Regions from separate parts of the Anas platyrhynchos genome. Here region 1 is linked to region 2. Evidence: chromatin contacts called from public Hi-C data. All regions are on one chromosome and are shown on one strand. The core of a region is the stretch at or near the end of the contact, and the rest is flanking DNA. Distances in the headings are between cores, read along the strand shown. Region 1 overlaps LOC106014736 (a long non-coding RNA gene). Region 2 overlaps FSHR (follicle stimulating hormone receptor).

The links. Hi-C and Micro-C count contacts between places; a contact is called where the count stands out from the background.
Region 1: a contact with region 2 is called in a Hi-C map of F5 follicle, with 5 times the contacts expected there. The contact joins two enhancer-like sites. A contact is called at or near these places in 2 of 8 Hi-C or Micro-C datasets (F5 follicle and small yellow follicle).

What each region holds. Positions count from the first base shown.
Region 1 is chr3:18,215,171-18,218,518 of IASCAAS_PekinDuck_T2T, reverse strand. All of the region lies in intron 3 of LOC106014736 (a long non-coding RNA gene), which reads left to right. Among named protein-coding and RNA genes, the nearest start is that of GTF2A1L, 56 kb to the left of the region's middle. Within about 2 kb of position 1,893, at least 4 of the 8 cell types and tissues checked have an H3K27ac peak or open chromatin away from gene starts, as enhancers often do. A contact at or near this core is called in F5 follicle and small yellow follicle, where this site is marked.
Region 2 is chr3:18,062,499-18,066,007 of IASCAAS_PekinDuck_T2T, reverse strand. All of the region lies in intron 1 of FSHR (follicle stimulating hormone receptor), which reads right to left. Among named protein-coding and RNA genes, the nearest start is that of FSHR, 86 kb to the right of the region's middle. Within about 2 kb of position 1,252, at least 4 of the 8 cell types and tissues checked have an H3K27ac peak or open chromatin away from gene starts, as enhancers often do. A contact at or near this core is called in F5 follicle and small yellow follicle, where this site is marked.

The sequences.
Region 1 (3,348 bases), core at 644-3,143, 150 kb before region 2:
TGTTAGGCAGAGAAGAGATCGTTTGGGAGTCAGTGCCTGTGTGTGAGAACAGCTTAATTCTAGCTGTGACTTTTTTGTCCTTCTGTCCATCCTAAGACTTGTAGAAAAGTCTTAGGATGGGATTTCAATGTGGACCATGTAGTGGCTTCTGGTGTGGTATATATTGGAGAAAGTATGGAAGTGCACACTTAAAAATGAAGTGGTTTGCTGCTAACAGCTGGTATCACTGACTTGCAAGTCATATGGATGCTGAGCTTGTGGGTCAGTAAGGTAAAAGAGAGAGTAGAAAAATAACCTTGATGTAGGAAACAAAGGGCCTGAAAACCGAAGAGAAGTGGTTACTGTTTGATAGGACAGAGAGGTACCTAATAAAGTGTCTGAGCATCCCATTGTCTGGAGGCTTAGTTTCTAGAATAATTTAGGACAACTAAGGGATTGTCTGCATTGTACCAGCTTAAAATAATTGTACTGGGATTTCTCTGAAGTTTAGAGGTGCCACCATACGGTAGTGGCACTATAGGCGTGGGCAGCACATCCCATCGGATGGCACTGGGGGATAGTGGGACACAGCTCCTCATGCAGTCTGGGGATTCCCTAGGTGATGCTTGCTTCTGTTGCCTTGGTGCAGCAGGCTGGCACTGGGGAAAGGGGAAAAAGCCAGAACAAAGAATCTGGACTATAGGCTTCTGAGTGAATGAGTTTAACCTCAACCTGTAAATCTGGTTTTATCTCCAAAATAAATAGATTTCATGGTGTGTAAAAAGAGTAAAATTCTGACTGTAAAACTAATCTTCAGACTTTATAGTGCTGCTTATTACATAAAATCATCAATTTAAACAGTTTCTTTTCTTTCTTTCTTTTGATTTTCATAGTGTAAGAGTCAGATCAGAGTTGACTGAATAATTTCTTCATTTGGTTGCACTAATGTAAATACCAATTAAATGAATGTACAAATCTGTTTTCATATAGCTGTGAGCAGAACTTGGCCCAGAAAATCATCAGTTGACTCCACACTGGCAGACTCTTATGTTTTGTCTATGATTTAGGAGGAGCAGTATAAATCAAATCAACTTTTTATCTGTCAAGAAGTGGCCTAGGATTGTGTTGTCTGAAGCCTCATGTGGTAGGAGTTGCTTCTCTTTGCAAGCTTGCTCAGACTATTTCTCAGGATGGAAGGTCCACAGAGCTTATAGACAAGAGAGACTACTCTGGGGAAAGGCAGATACACTCTTTGGGGTCTGGTCAGAGCTGCTAGATGCTAGCTTTGGGCAGCTGAACATTATGGCAAGTGTGCTGCAGTCTACAGCTCCCACTGGTCTGACAACATGAAAAATCATGTGAACTTCCCTCATCTGCTTCAGTAAGGAGTCTGCAGTAAGCTTTACCTAGGTGGCCAAATCAAAATAGAATGTCTATGATCTTTTTTTTTTTTTTTTCTGGCTGTACTCATAAAGTGAGGTAGAAACTTGCAGCAGAAAGGCAACAACGAGCATGTGGTGATGCAAACAGATGAATGTGCACGTTGTCCGTTTGTTTCTATGCCAGTAAACTACTTGTTTCATGTGCTGTTACTGCTGTTACCTCTCACTGTGTCTCTTAAAGGCAGCAATGGCTGAATCTCATCTCTCTGTGACTGTTGCCTTCCTGCTGTCTGAAGATGTGTGTGGCAGTAGTTTTTTATTCTTTCCTTCTTTCCTTTTTTTTTTTTTCCCCCCCCCCCACATCTCTCCTCCCTTCATATCGCTAGATTTTGGTTGGGATCATTTTGACCTGATTATCTCCTTTGACTTCTCAGCACAAAGTTTTGCAATGCCTGTGGGTTATAATCCTATCTCTGTTATGGCTGGTGAAGTCTCTGGATAGCCACAAGAAAAAGGCTATATTTAACTAAACTCTGAGCAACCATTCTTGTGCAACATTGCAGTACACTGCCACTCTCCAATATCTCTGGAGCTCTTCCCTGTAGGATAGCATCCCTATTTCCCTATAATTCGTTATGATCCATGGCTGCCAGTAGCTAAACAGCATAAACATGGGTTGTCTAGACTCAACAGTAACGTTATGCAGCTCTGTCATCTCCATAACTTAGCAGGCAATCTGGTGTCCTTTGTATCATATAGATATGCTTCTTGCACATATATCATCTTTTTGAGGTGTCAGTACAATCTTCCCAGATAACGTGAACACATTCATGGGATGTTTCAGGAACTGATGTTTCTGTTTGTGGTGTTCTTTTTTATAAGAGAAGAGTGACTCTTAGCTGAAGAAAGAGAGGGAGGTTCATCTTGGTGTGAACACAGATGACCCAGGTTGCTTGGGCATGTTGTGTGGCTCTGCCAGACGCTTCAGTGTGGTCATCTTTGAATCTATCATCTGAATTCTTTCTCTTTGTCAAATGAAGATTGCAATTCTTCCTTTGTACCATCCATTTAGAATATATCTCATGTTCTTTGAAGAAACTACCACAATGTTGCCTTGGCATTAGCTTGAATATTCAAGGTGCTGATATTAAAAAATAAATAAATGTGGATTTCATACATTATGTCACAAGTCTGTCTTCTTGAAAGAGAAGAATGTCCAGCTCCTCTGTCACTTTGTGTTGTATAGTCTACTCAAAGGCTCCAGTGGTGATCTTTATGCCATATTGCAGGGGCTGCACACACAAAAGATCTTAAACATCATGTCTTAATTTTCAGTGGTCCTTGTGCAAATTTATACCATACTTGTTCCACTGACTGCCTTAGTGATGTTCTCAGTCACTGAAGTTGCAGTGTGACTCTCTGTGGCATTGGGCTTGTGCTTTCTTCTCATATGGTGTGGCAGGAGAGCTGCTTCTGCCCAGGGGCAGAGAGGTGCTGCATGTGGTAACCCCCTTCGTGGAAGGATATAATGGTAAATTGAAAAGGGGGGAAAAAAGCCTCTGGCAGTGAGCATGGACTGGGACTTTTGAAGCAAGTGATGGTTTTCAGAGATCAGATCTGTCAACAAAATATAGAAAACCAGGGCAGAGCGAGCAGAGAGGTCCAGAGCAGTAGGAAAGGAACATCTGTGAAACTGTGGCTGTCAAACATTTAAAAAGAAATTTTTAGAAGTTTGGAGATAATTACAGTCAATAAACCACTGCAAGTTAATGCTGGCTAAAGATCTGAGCTGCACTCCTTAATTAGGAGTCTCTTTGGTTAATGAGGATCTCTTCTTACTGACTGGCAAAACTACAGTGGTGAATGGGGCTTGCTCTTGATGCCAGTTCATTGTGGCAGAAGGAGGGACTCACTGGAGTCAGTGAAGTTAGTGTCTAATATCAGTGCCTTATCTGACTCACAGTTGTTGGCTTCTTTCTCTGGCTTT
Region 2 (3,509 bases), core at 3-2,502:
TTTTTCTTTTCTTCCTTATTTAAGGTAATATTTACATCTATTCTTGCAAATAGATTGAGCAATAGCTAGCATGATCTTGGTCATTTTCTAGCACTTTCTTAGTGATGAGAAAATGAACATTTGCTCTGAGTTTGACAGTTGCAAAAGACATCTATTTCCTGGGCTTTGTTTATTAGACTCTACTATTGAAAAGATTATTTAATGCTGCTTTTGGCAAAAGTCACGGTTTGTATAAGATATAATTCACCAAATCAATATTTAGGGTCTGTATATTAAGTTACAAGAGAACAAATAATACGTAAAGAAAGTACAGAAAGACACAACTAACTTATTATCTGCCTTTGTGTATGCCTTTTGATTTTCCTGCTTCCTTCATTCAAGGGTAATTACCTGAAACACACAGGTGTTTCAGATGCTTATTCATTTATTTGGCATAAGTAGCCTCTGACATAGTGAGTATGGCTACTTTAGCATTAGGATGGCAGGAACTGGTCTGACACCTTCTTTTCCCCAGAAATTATTTTCAGCTACCACTTTTTCAATAAGATCCACGGACTTTTCTTTTTAAATAAACAAGAGGGAATAACATTTGGATGAACATGCAAACCAAGCATAATTTGGAAGTGTGCTGTAAGGCATGCTAACACAGAAGCAGGGTCATCGGATTCTGTGGCAGCAGCTACTGAAATATGGATGCTGTTGGAAGGGCTCAGTGCCACAGAAACTCCTACAATGATGTTATACTTAATGCCAAAGGTGAAATTTAGGCCTCCATCTATTCTAGGTGCACTGTCTTTAGTCTTTGGAGTGTTTTAAGAAAAGCAGTTGACATCACATTGAATATTAAAGCTTCTGGATCTTGTGGGTTTCTAAGGTTGAAAGCCCACATGAATCCATAGAGTTTGGACCCATGAAATACTGAGTATTTCTATTCAACATAAGCTAAAGCCCAGAGATGTTGTTCATAAAAGTAGGATACCAGCATAAAGTGCTTTACAGAAATGTATAAATTCCTTTATAGAGAACAGCAGCCTGCTAGTCCTTCAAAAGCAAAGGTTAGCAAGCTTTCTGAGGAACACAGAAATCTTCAGGTAGGTGCAAGCAGGAACTTCTGAAGCAACCCCTGCCTCATTCCCTATTTTAGCTGATAATCACAACTACGTTTCTTCAGCCTGGAGGACACCAAGCTGATGAACCTATGCCTAGAACCAAGGCCGCCTCTTGGCAGCCTGACACAGACAAAAAAAAAAAAAAAAAAAAAAGCCTTGAACAAAGAGCCACATTCCCTGTTTTCTAGTACCATACAGCACTTCATCCAGACAGTTCATACCTATGACAGACAAACAAAATGGCAAGCAGCAGTTGCTGCAAGTCCACAGCCTGAATCTACAAGGCTGTCCCTGCTAGACCAGGACACCAGGACACCCAAGGGAAAGTACTCTCTGACAGGTGCTTCATTGAGACTCATATCTCAATGTCCAGGCTGTACAGTCTTCCTGTAAAGTCCTAGAATAATGCACTCTGAATTCTGTGGTTTCAGCCACAACAATATAACATCGCAAAAACATACATAAAAATGAAGGAAGACAAAGTAATCTTATTTGCAACATTAACACTATGTACCTTTTACAAAAATATATCCTGTACATTTATTCACGTATTTATGAAGGGCTATAGCTAAGAAACTGCACAAAGATAGTAGCTAAACTCATAATGGATGAAAACCTGTCAATTAGTACTCTGTATGCAGATGTAATGAGTTTTGAGAAAGGCTGTAGAAGTTGTTCACCTCAATTTTAGTAAAGCATTTGAGGCTGTCTCCCACAGCATTCTCCTGCAGAAGGTGGCTTAGGGAGGTGTACAGTTCACTGGGTGAAGGACTGGCTGGATGGCCAGGCTCAAAGATTCATAATGAGTAGAGTTCAACCCAGTTGGAGGCCAGTCACAAGAGGCATTCCCCAGGGCTCAGTCTTGCAGCCAGTTTTGTTTATCATTTTTATCCATGATCTGGATGAAGGGATTGAGTATATCCTCACTAAGTCTGCAAATGACAACAGGCTGGGTGGGAGCATTGATCTACATGAGGGTAGGAAGGCTCTGCAGAGGGATCTGAATAGGCTAGATCAATGGGCTGAGCCTGATCAGATGAAATTCAACAAGGCTAAATGCTAGGTTCTGCACTTGAGTCATAACAAACCCAGGCAGTGGTATGGGCCTGGGGAAGAGTGGCTGAAAAGTAGCCCAGCAGAAGAGCATCTCAGGGTGTTGGTCAAAAGCCAGATGAACATGAGCCAGCAGTATGCCCAGCTGGCCAAGAAGGCCAGTGCCATCCTGGCTTGCATCAGAAATGGTGTGGCCAGAAGGACTATGGAAGTGATCGTCCTCTGTACTCAGCACTGGTGAGACCACATCTCCAGTACTGTGTTCAGTTTTGGGTCACTGACTACAAGAAAGATACTGAGTTGCTGGAATGCTTTCAGAGAAGAGCAATGAAGCTGGGGAAAGGACTAGAAACTATGAGGACATGAGAAGTGGCTGAGGGAACTGGGATTGTTTAATCTGGACAAAGAAGTCTGACGGCAGACCCCATTGCTCCCTATAACTACCTGAAAGGAGGTTGTAGTAAGGTGGGTGGGTGTCGGTCTCTTCTCAGATGACAAGTAATAGGATGTGAGGCAATGACTTTGAGTGAGGGGATGTTTAGATTAGATGTCAGGAAGAATTTCTTCATAGGGAGGGTGGTCAAGCATTGGAATGGGCTGCCCAGGGAAGTGGTGGCATCCCCATCCCTGGAGGTATTCAAGAGATGACATAGGACTAAGGGATGTGGCTTAACGATGGGACACAGTAATTTAGGTTGATGTCTGGACTTGATGATCTTGAAGGTCTTCTCCAACCTAAATGGTTCTATAACAGATCCAATAATTATCTGTAACTGAAATGCTCACAAAAATCTCCACCTCAGCTGTCTTGAAATTAGACTGTAGCACTACTGTGCAATGCTGCTCTTCTAGTGAAGTGACAGAAACTGATACAAGGAAAGCACACAAGAAATTGGAAAATGTAATGATGCACTGGTAGCATGTCAGTATAAATACACTTGAGGAAAAAAAAACCCTGAAATTGTATATACATTGCTTGAACATTATGACTCCTTATTTAGGAGATCCAAAACAGCGGGCCTGTATTTCATGCTGCTGAGCACAGTTTTTTTACGATAAGAAATATTTATCAGAAAGTAATATGAATGTGCAAAAGTTATTTTTATTTTTGAGTAAGGGAATACATTGTCATGAGGGTATGGTCTGGTGAATAAGATCCTGAAGGGGTTGTAGTCCCAGCTACACAACTTATTTGTTATCCTGTACTTTTGGGAAACTACTTCTCCTTTGTATCTTACAGCTTTACCACTTCTGAAATGGATAAAATTATATTTACCTACTTATCAAGAATGTTGTGAAATATGTTACTAATTATAGCAAACTTTGTGAGCCCTAAGAAAGTCTTCT